Linked DNA regions of Mus musculus: region 2 is linked to region 1. The links are chromatin contacts, called in public HiChIP or PLAC-seq maps. All regions are on one chromosome and are shown on one strand. The core of a region is the stretch at or near the end of the contact, and the rest is flanking DNA. Distances in the headings are between cores, read along the strand shown. Region 1 overlaps Csnk1e (casein kinase 1, epsilon). Region 2 overlaps Npcd (neuronal pentraxin chromo domain).

Evidence for each region. HiChIP or PLAC-seq counts read pairs in DNA pulled down with a chosen protein or histone mark.
Region 2: a contact with region 1 is called in a FOXA1 HiChIP or PLAC-seq map of pancreatic cancer cells. The contact joins two enhancer-like sites. A contact is called at or near these places in 1 of 115 datasets of contacts at active chromatin or transcription factors (pancreatic cancer cells) and 1 of 9 other capture datasets (liver).

What each region holds. Positions count from the first base shown.
Region 1 is chr15:79,433,764-79,437,264 of GRCm38.p6, forward strand. All of the region lies in intron 2 of Csnk1e (casein kinase 1, epsilon), which reads right to left. Among named protein-coding and RNA genes, the nearest start is that of Csnk1e, 6.5 kb to the right of the region's middle. Within about 2 kb of position 1,503, at least 112 of the 459 cell types and tissues checked have an H3K27ac peak or open chromatin away from gene starts, as enhancers often do. A contact at or near this core is called in pancreatic cancer cells, where this site is marked.
Region 2 is chr15:79,812,007-79,815,526 of GRCm38.p6, forward strand. All of the region lies in intron 5 of Npcd (neuronal pentraxin chromo domain), which reads right to left. Among named protein-coding and RNA genes, the nearest start is that of Nptxr, 9.1 kb to the left of the region's middle. Within about 2 kb of position 1,870, at least 25 of the 459 cell types and tissues checked have an H3K27ac peak or open chromatin away from gene starts, as enhancers often do. A contact at or near this core is called in pancreatic cancer cells, where this site is marked.

The DNA of each region.
Region 1 (3,501 bases), core at 253-2,752:
AGAAACCCTGTCTCGAAAACAAATAAAACAAACAAACAAAAAAGTTTATTATTACTATTATTAGTGTGTGTGTGTGTGTGTGTGTGTGTGTGTGTGTGTGTGTGTGCGCGCGCGCACACACATGCACCAGAGATGTTGGAAAGTTTTCCTCAACTACTCTCTGCCTCATTTTTTAAGACAGAGGCCAGAAAGATGGCTCAGCTGCTCTTCCAGAAGCCCCTGGTTTGGTTCCCAGCACCCATGTGGCAGCTCGCAACCACCGGAAACTTCAGTTCTAGGAGATCTAACACAAGCACAGCACACACACACACAGTGCATGGCACACGGGCAGGCAAGACACACCCACACACAAAATAAAGAGTAAATCTTTGGAGACAGGGTCTCTCACTGAACTTGGAGCTTGTCCAATCAGCTAGACTGACTGGTCAGCAGGCCCCAGGGGTCCCATCTCTGCCTCTGCATCCCCAATGCTGGGATTACAAGTTTGAGGCTCCAGGCCCAGCTTCTTTTTTTTTAAAAGCTATGTGTGAGCAGGGCACAGGCTTGCCCAGGCACTCAGGTTTGTGGGGCAAGCCCTTCATTTTCCTCCCAGCTCCCATGCTTTGAACACATCGACAATCATCGATCCATCTGGGGGGCTCATAGGATATGGCACAAAAAAGGACCTAGAGTGACCTGGAGTCCTGTGGTTCCCTCCCTTGCCATGGGCATCAAAAGCAGGAGAATGCAGTGAGTGTGACTGTGACACTTATAATCCCAGCACTTTGGAGGCTGAGACTGGAGGACAGTGAGTTTGAAGCCAATCTGGCTGTATACCATGAGCCTGTCTGCTATAGAGCCAAGCTGCTGATCCTACCATCTCCTAGCCATGGGACATCGATGGCGGAGGCGTCATCGTCATTGTGTGTATATGTACGTGCACTTATGTATACATCTATACAGAAGCCAGCGTTGATGCTGGGAGTTTTCCTCAATCCCTCTCCATTAGAGATGGCTCTGATCTCCTACTTTTGAGGCCAGATGACTGCTGCAAACTGCTAGCTGAGCTTAGCTTCTGGGGCTGTTCATGACAGAGGGGAGCTCAGCAGAACCCCAGCGCACTGCGAGCAGTCCACTGGGAGAGCCGACGAGTGACCTGTCCCAGCCAGAGATGGAATGATGTGATGTGGTGACGGAGTTCTCAGTCCCTGACCGCCCTGGCTTATCTGAGGTTCAACTCTTTCTGAACTGTCCGGGGTCTGACAACATCCTTGACCTCTACCCACTGGACGCCATGGGCGCAACCACCCACCTCATGTTGTCATAACCAGAAATGTCTTCAGAACTTGCCAAATGCCCTCCCAGAGACAAAAGCCCCCCCCCCCAATCAACAGTGTGTAAGAAAGGCATGGAGGGGACTTGGAAAGTAAAGGAAAGCCTGGGTGGCCACAGCAGGGTGCCACGGCCAGGCAGAGGGCAGGGATGACCCCTAGGGTCACTGATGACTCAGCAGACACAGGGAGCAGAGGCGGGGCTCTTCATTCCTTTGAACTGAGGCCACTCTGCCAGTGTTACAGGCAGTCTCTATTTGACACAGGGAAAACCCAACACAAAGGTGGGATGACCATATGCCACACAACTTCCCAAGCCAGCGGCCTGGGACCTAAGTGATTAGTCAAAGCCTTCTGACCCCCAGACAAGGGCCACTGCTCCGTCTCCACCCACTGCCACACCAGCTGGCTTTTGGCAGTCTGATTACTATCTATCAGGAGGTAGCCAGCCTTTCTCTGACTTCCCCTAATCCTGCCAAGCACTAAGAAAAGGTGCAGTGAGGCTAAGAGGCTGGCCTGGGCCAGACAGAACTGGCTGGAGCAGAGCCAGGATTACAACCGTCTCCCAACGCCTCTGTCGCTTCCTCCCTTCCAGTTCCCAAGCGCACTATTAACGTAGGCTGCAGGCCACACTGGGTCTGCTAGGGTCGTCCCGAAGCTCTGTCCACCTTCTGTGGGGGGTGACAGAGAAAAGGGCAACCACAGAGGCAAACGGCAGGTGTGGGTGCCTCGAGGAGGGGGTGACATATGCATGGGCTTGGAAGCTAGAAAGAATGGCCTGCTTCTTGGCCCACAGTTCCACACTGCACCAAAATGGAGGAGCCGACTGGTCCCCAAAACAGTGTTGAACATGGAGAAAGTGTGAGGCTGGTTGGCTCCAGATGGGTCTAGAAACCTAGAGAGGAGCTACAGGGAGAGAGGGAGGGGGTGAGCAGCCCCTTTGGCTAGCTGTGGCCACCTATGCAGAACAGAGACTCGGGAAGGGCTGTGCTGAGCCCATCCACCCTAGCACCAAGAGCAGCAGCAACTTTGACATCCATATCGAAAGTGAAGTCTGTGCATGGTAACACACACCTTTAATCCCAGAACAGGGGAGGCAGAGACAGTTGGATCTCTGAATTCAAGGCCACCCTGGTCTATAGAGTGAGTTCCAGGCCAGCCAGGACTACTCAGTGAGACCCTGTCTCAAACAAACTAAAGATCATCTCTATAACCACCCGCTCCCTACCCCTGGTAGGGTTGAAGCTCAGAGGCTCCCTCCATTTGAACAGATCTAAAGAGCTCTTGCAGGATGCACCTTAGACCCTAAAGGGAGGGAGACAGAGGGACAGGAAGGTGGGCTGAGGGGCTCACAACCACTCCACAAAGCTCTCATTCCAAGACTTCCTCGAGGTCAGTCCTGGAAAGCTAGATGTGGAAGCCCAGCCTGGCCCCACCTGTAGAGGCCATCTGGAGTCAGGCCCTGGCCCAACACCATGATGAGAATGTGGCCGGCACTCTGAACAAAGTGTGCCAGCGAGGCCGGTCACAGAGGGACCTTCCATCACCTCTGTTCCCACACAGGCAAGGCAAGGGGTTCACGCAGGGCGGGCAGCCCTACTCACAACGCTGGGGATGGGGAAGTCAAGGCTGGCAGGGAACCAGAGCTTCCAGCCAGCAAAAGGAAAGACCCAGGGTCAATTCATTCCAGAGCTGACACAAACTGGAGTAAATCTGCACCAGGGAATTAGCATCATAGAGACCACAGATAAACAGGAAGTCCTCCCCCTAGGGAGGCAGACCTCAGGAACAAGGGACACTGGCCTCGGTGAGTGACCTTGGGCTGTGCCTCTCCTTCTGCAAGCTTTCGGATCCCTTCTGCAGAAGAGGGGCCAGCACTGGGTGTTCTTTCAGACAGGTGCCTGAGAGATGCGCACACATTCGCGCTCACACACACACACACACACATTCCTTACACTTGTGCTAGGCTCAGATAAAGAGACAGGATAGCTCAGGTAACTTAGGAGCACTGAGAAGCAGAAACTGGCCCACCCAGTTCCCAAGTCCCTCCTCTCTCCTTCCCTACCACACAGAGGTCTTTACAGGCTACGACGCCCCCATTTCCTTGCTATTTGCTTCTCAAGCCTTCACTGGATATCCACTGTGGACAGGCCACATTCTGGGCCCCCGGGTGGGGTTGAGGAGCAGACCC
Region 2 (3,520 bases), core at 620-3,119, 380 kb after region 1:
AGACTACCCAGAGAGCCTGGTGGCGGGGGCACATGCTTTTAATCTCAGCACCTGAGAGGCAGGCAGATCTCTTTATGAATTCAAGGCCACACTGGTCTGCAGTGTTAGTTCCAGGACAGCGAGGACTACACAGAGAAACCCTGTCTTGGAAACCAAGAAGAAGAGGAGGAGGAGGAAGAGGAGGAGGAAGAAGAAGAAGAGGAGGAGAAGCAGCAGCAGCAGCAGCGTAGAAGCTGGGCATGGCGGTGCATACTTTTAATCCCAGCATTTGGAAGGCAGAGTCAGGTAACTATCTGTGAGTTCGAGGCCAGTCTGGTTTACACAGTGAATTCCAGGCCAGACAGAGTTACATAGTGATACCCTTTCTCAACAAAACAAAAGAGTATCTTTAGACACCCATGAAGACCTGCGCTAGACCATGGTAGGCACCAATGGCTTCATTCTTGCTCAGTGGCTACCTCTTTAGGCCAGTCAGTTTACCCATCTTTCCCACTGATGATGCAATCTCAATGTGTTTGTGTCCTCTGGGTTTTACTAAGATGGTCTCTACCTTCTTTTGAGACAGGGGAGAAAGGGGGAGGGAGAGGAAGATGGAGAAGGAGAGAGAGAGGAAGATGGAGAAGGAGAGAGAGAGGGAGAGGAAGATGGAGAAGGAGAGGGAGAGGAAGATGGAGAAGAAGGAGAGGGGGAGGGAGATGGAGAAGAAGGAGAGGGAGAGGGAGAGGGAGAGGGAGAGGGAGAGGGAGAGGGAGAGGGAGAGGGAGAGGGAGAGGGAGAGGGAGAGGGAGAGGGAGAGGGAGAGGGAGAGGGAGAGGGAGAGGGAGAGGGAGAGGGAGAGGGAGAGGGAGAGGGAGAGGGAGAGGGAGAGGGAGAGGGAGAGGGAGAGGGAGAGGGAGAGGGAGAGACTGACTTGTGTGGGCTCAGGGCTGCTCCCCTTACAAACTGCCCTGCCCTTCACCAGTGGCCTCTGCATTCTCCAGCATAGGAGTTTGGGGTCAGGGGGAGGGTGGATGGGGAATGCCATCTGGCTTGATTCTCCAGAGTGGCAGAGGCAGGTGGATTTCGGAGTTTAAGGCCAGCCTGGTCTACAGAGTGAGTTCCAGGACAGCCAAAGCTACACAGAGAAACCCTGTCTTGAAAAACCAAAAGTCTTTTTAATTTAGATTTATGTATACACGTGTGCCTATGTCAATTTATATGCACTACATGCATACAGTGTCCTTGCATGGAGACCGCAAGAGGGCATCAGATCTGCTGGAATGGGAGTTACAGACCATTGTGAACCACCAGGTGAGTGCTGGGAACTGAACCAGGGTCCTTTGCAAAAGCAGTTAACCTCCATCACTAAGCCATCTCTCCAGCCTCGAACCAGCCATGTTCTCCAGGGTTCACCTTGGGGCCCGAAAACACATTTTCCTTAGTGACCCCCAAATATTGGGAGTCTCAGTTGAGCCCTAAGGAACCCATCCCTGACTCGAGGGACAAAACATTTCAGCCATGTTCCCTCGCTTCCAAATTTCCATCAACCCCTGCCATGCACTCGGTTCTTCCTGGGAGTTAGGGTTTGGAAAAAACGGTGACATTAGCTGTCCCTAAGAAGGCACCACCCCACTAACCTCCCACCTCATCTATGGCCCCTTAGCTCTGTAGCCACGTGGAGTCAAGGCATGAGAAGTAAGCATATTTTGCCCTGCCCCATGGGAGTCTACACTCTCGAACAGGCACAGGACATCCACGGGAGGTCTGGACTGGAAGGGGGCAGCAGGTTGCAGAGGAAATGATAGATCAGAGTGACATTTCCATGCAGGGGTCACTTAGTCACAGCCGCTCATGGCTCGTGGCTGGCTGGGAAGGAGTGAGTCACAGGCAGGAATAAGGTTTGGGCTTCCTAGGGAAAGGGGGTGAGTCACATAGCCTTGGGGGACCACATGTGGTGGGGAGCTAGATTTTGAATGTGGGACCCCAGGGGCTCGAATTGAGGTAGAACAGAGGATTTGAGAGCCAGCGCTCTGAAGTAAGCCTTTTGACATTCATCCCAGCTGTACAACTTAATAAGGCTGTCACCACCAGAGCAGGTGGCTCAACCTCTCTCCAGCTTCAACGGCTGCACCATGGGATTAATGGAAGACTCAAGTGCACAGTCAGAGTCTGGCTCCCAGCAACCCCATGAAGAAAGGGCCGTCAGTGTGCTTTCCTACTGTGTTCTGTTTATGGGGAGGGGATGCATACCTGTTAGTGTGCACATGTGTGCAGTTGTGTGTATGTGCGCGGAAGCCAGTCACCATCATCTGGTGTCTCCTGGACTGTTCGCCACTTTTATCTATTTGTTTGTAAATTACATCCATTTATTTGTGTGTGCACATGTGTACATAGTCAAAGGACAACTTGCAGGAGTTGGTTCTGTCCTTTCCCCCATGAGGAGCCCGGGGATCAAACTCAGGCTGTCTAGCTTGCCAGCTACTGCCTTAACCCGCTGAGCCAGCTTGCTCCGCTTTCGTGTTTTGATACAGGGTCTCTCACTGACCCTGGAGCTTGGAAAATCAGCAAGGCCAGCTGGCCAATAAACTGCAGGGACCTGCCTCTCTCTGCCATTGCCCCAGCACAGACCCGGGGTTACAGTCATGTGCCACCATGCCTGGCTTTTTGTAGGTGTTGGGGGTGTTGGTGAACATACTTTCGAGGCAGGCACTTCACAGAGTGAGCTATCTCCATTTTGTAGATGGGGGAAATGAAGACACCTAACAGGCAAGAGATATGTCATGGGTCCCACACAGCTAGGCAGTCTGGCTCCAGGGACTCTGTTGTGGCAGGACAGATGGTTTAGTAGGGCTGGCTGGGGCTGGGTTTGGGGCTATCTCTCAGGAATCTGTCTGGCAGGAGCTGGGACTTCTCTGGGTGTCAAAGAAGCAGTGTGCTGGGTAGTTCAACTTATTAGGTCAATGCTTATGAACTCTGCTCCGCCCATGTTTGCCATCTTTAAGGAGGAAGCCCTGCCCCCTTATTCCAGGTTAAGAACAAAGCATGGCCAGGCCCAGCCTGGCTGAGGTGACAGAGGGCAGGGACTCCAGCCTGTTTCTCTACTATCTTCAAGCTGTTTGTGCTGGTGTTGGGCAGTGTTAACTGGTGGTGCCCAAGAAGCTGGGACATCAAACCAGATGCCAGGAGCAGCCACATCTGAACATAGATGTGGAAGGTGTGTCTTCTTAGCCACGGCCACTTTCCACCCTCCCAGATAACGCAGTTTGCCTGGGCGACCTGTTTTCCTTCAAGGTAAAGGAACACTGAGACCTGATGGTAGGTGACCAGCAGATTCCCCTCAAGCCACATGAGTTCTGAACACGGCTCTTAATGGTGCCTGGGTTTGAAAAGCAGGAAAGAGGAACACTGTGAGGTATTCAGAATAGCAAGTCACCTGCCGAGGCACCATTGCTCTAAAAGCAAGACTGAGAGTGGCAGAGGTCCCCAAGAGAGCCAGAGGGGTGACAATGGTGTTTATGAACCTCCATCGGGGACCGAGGTA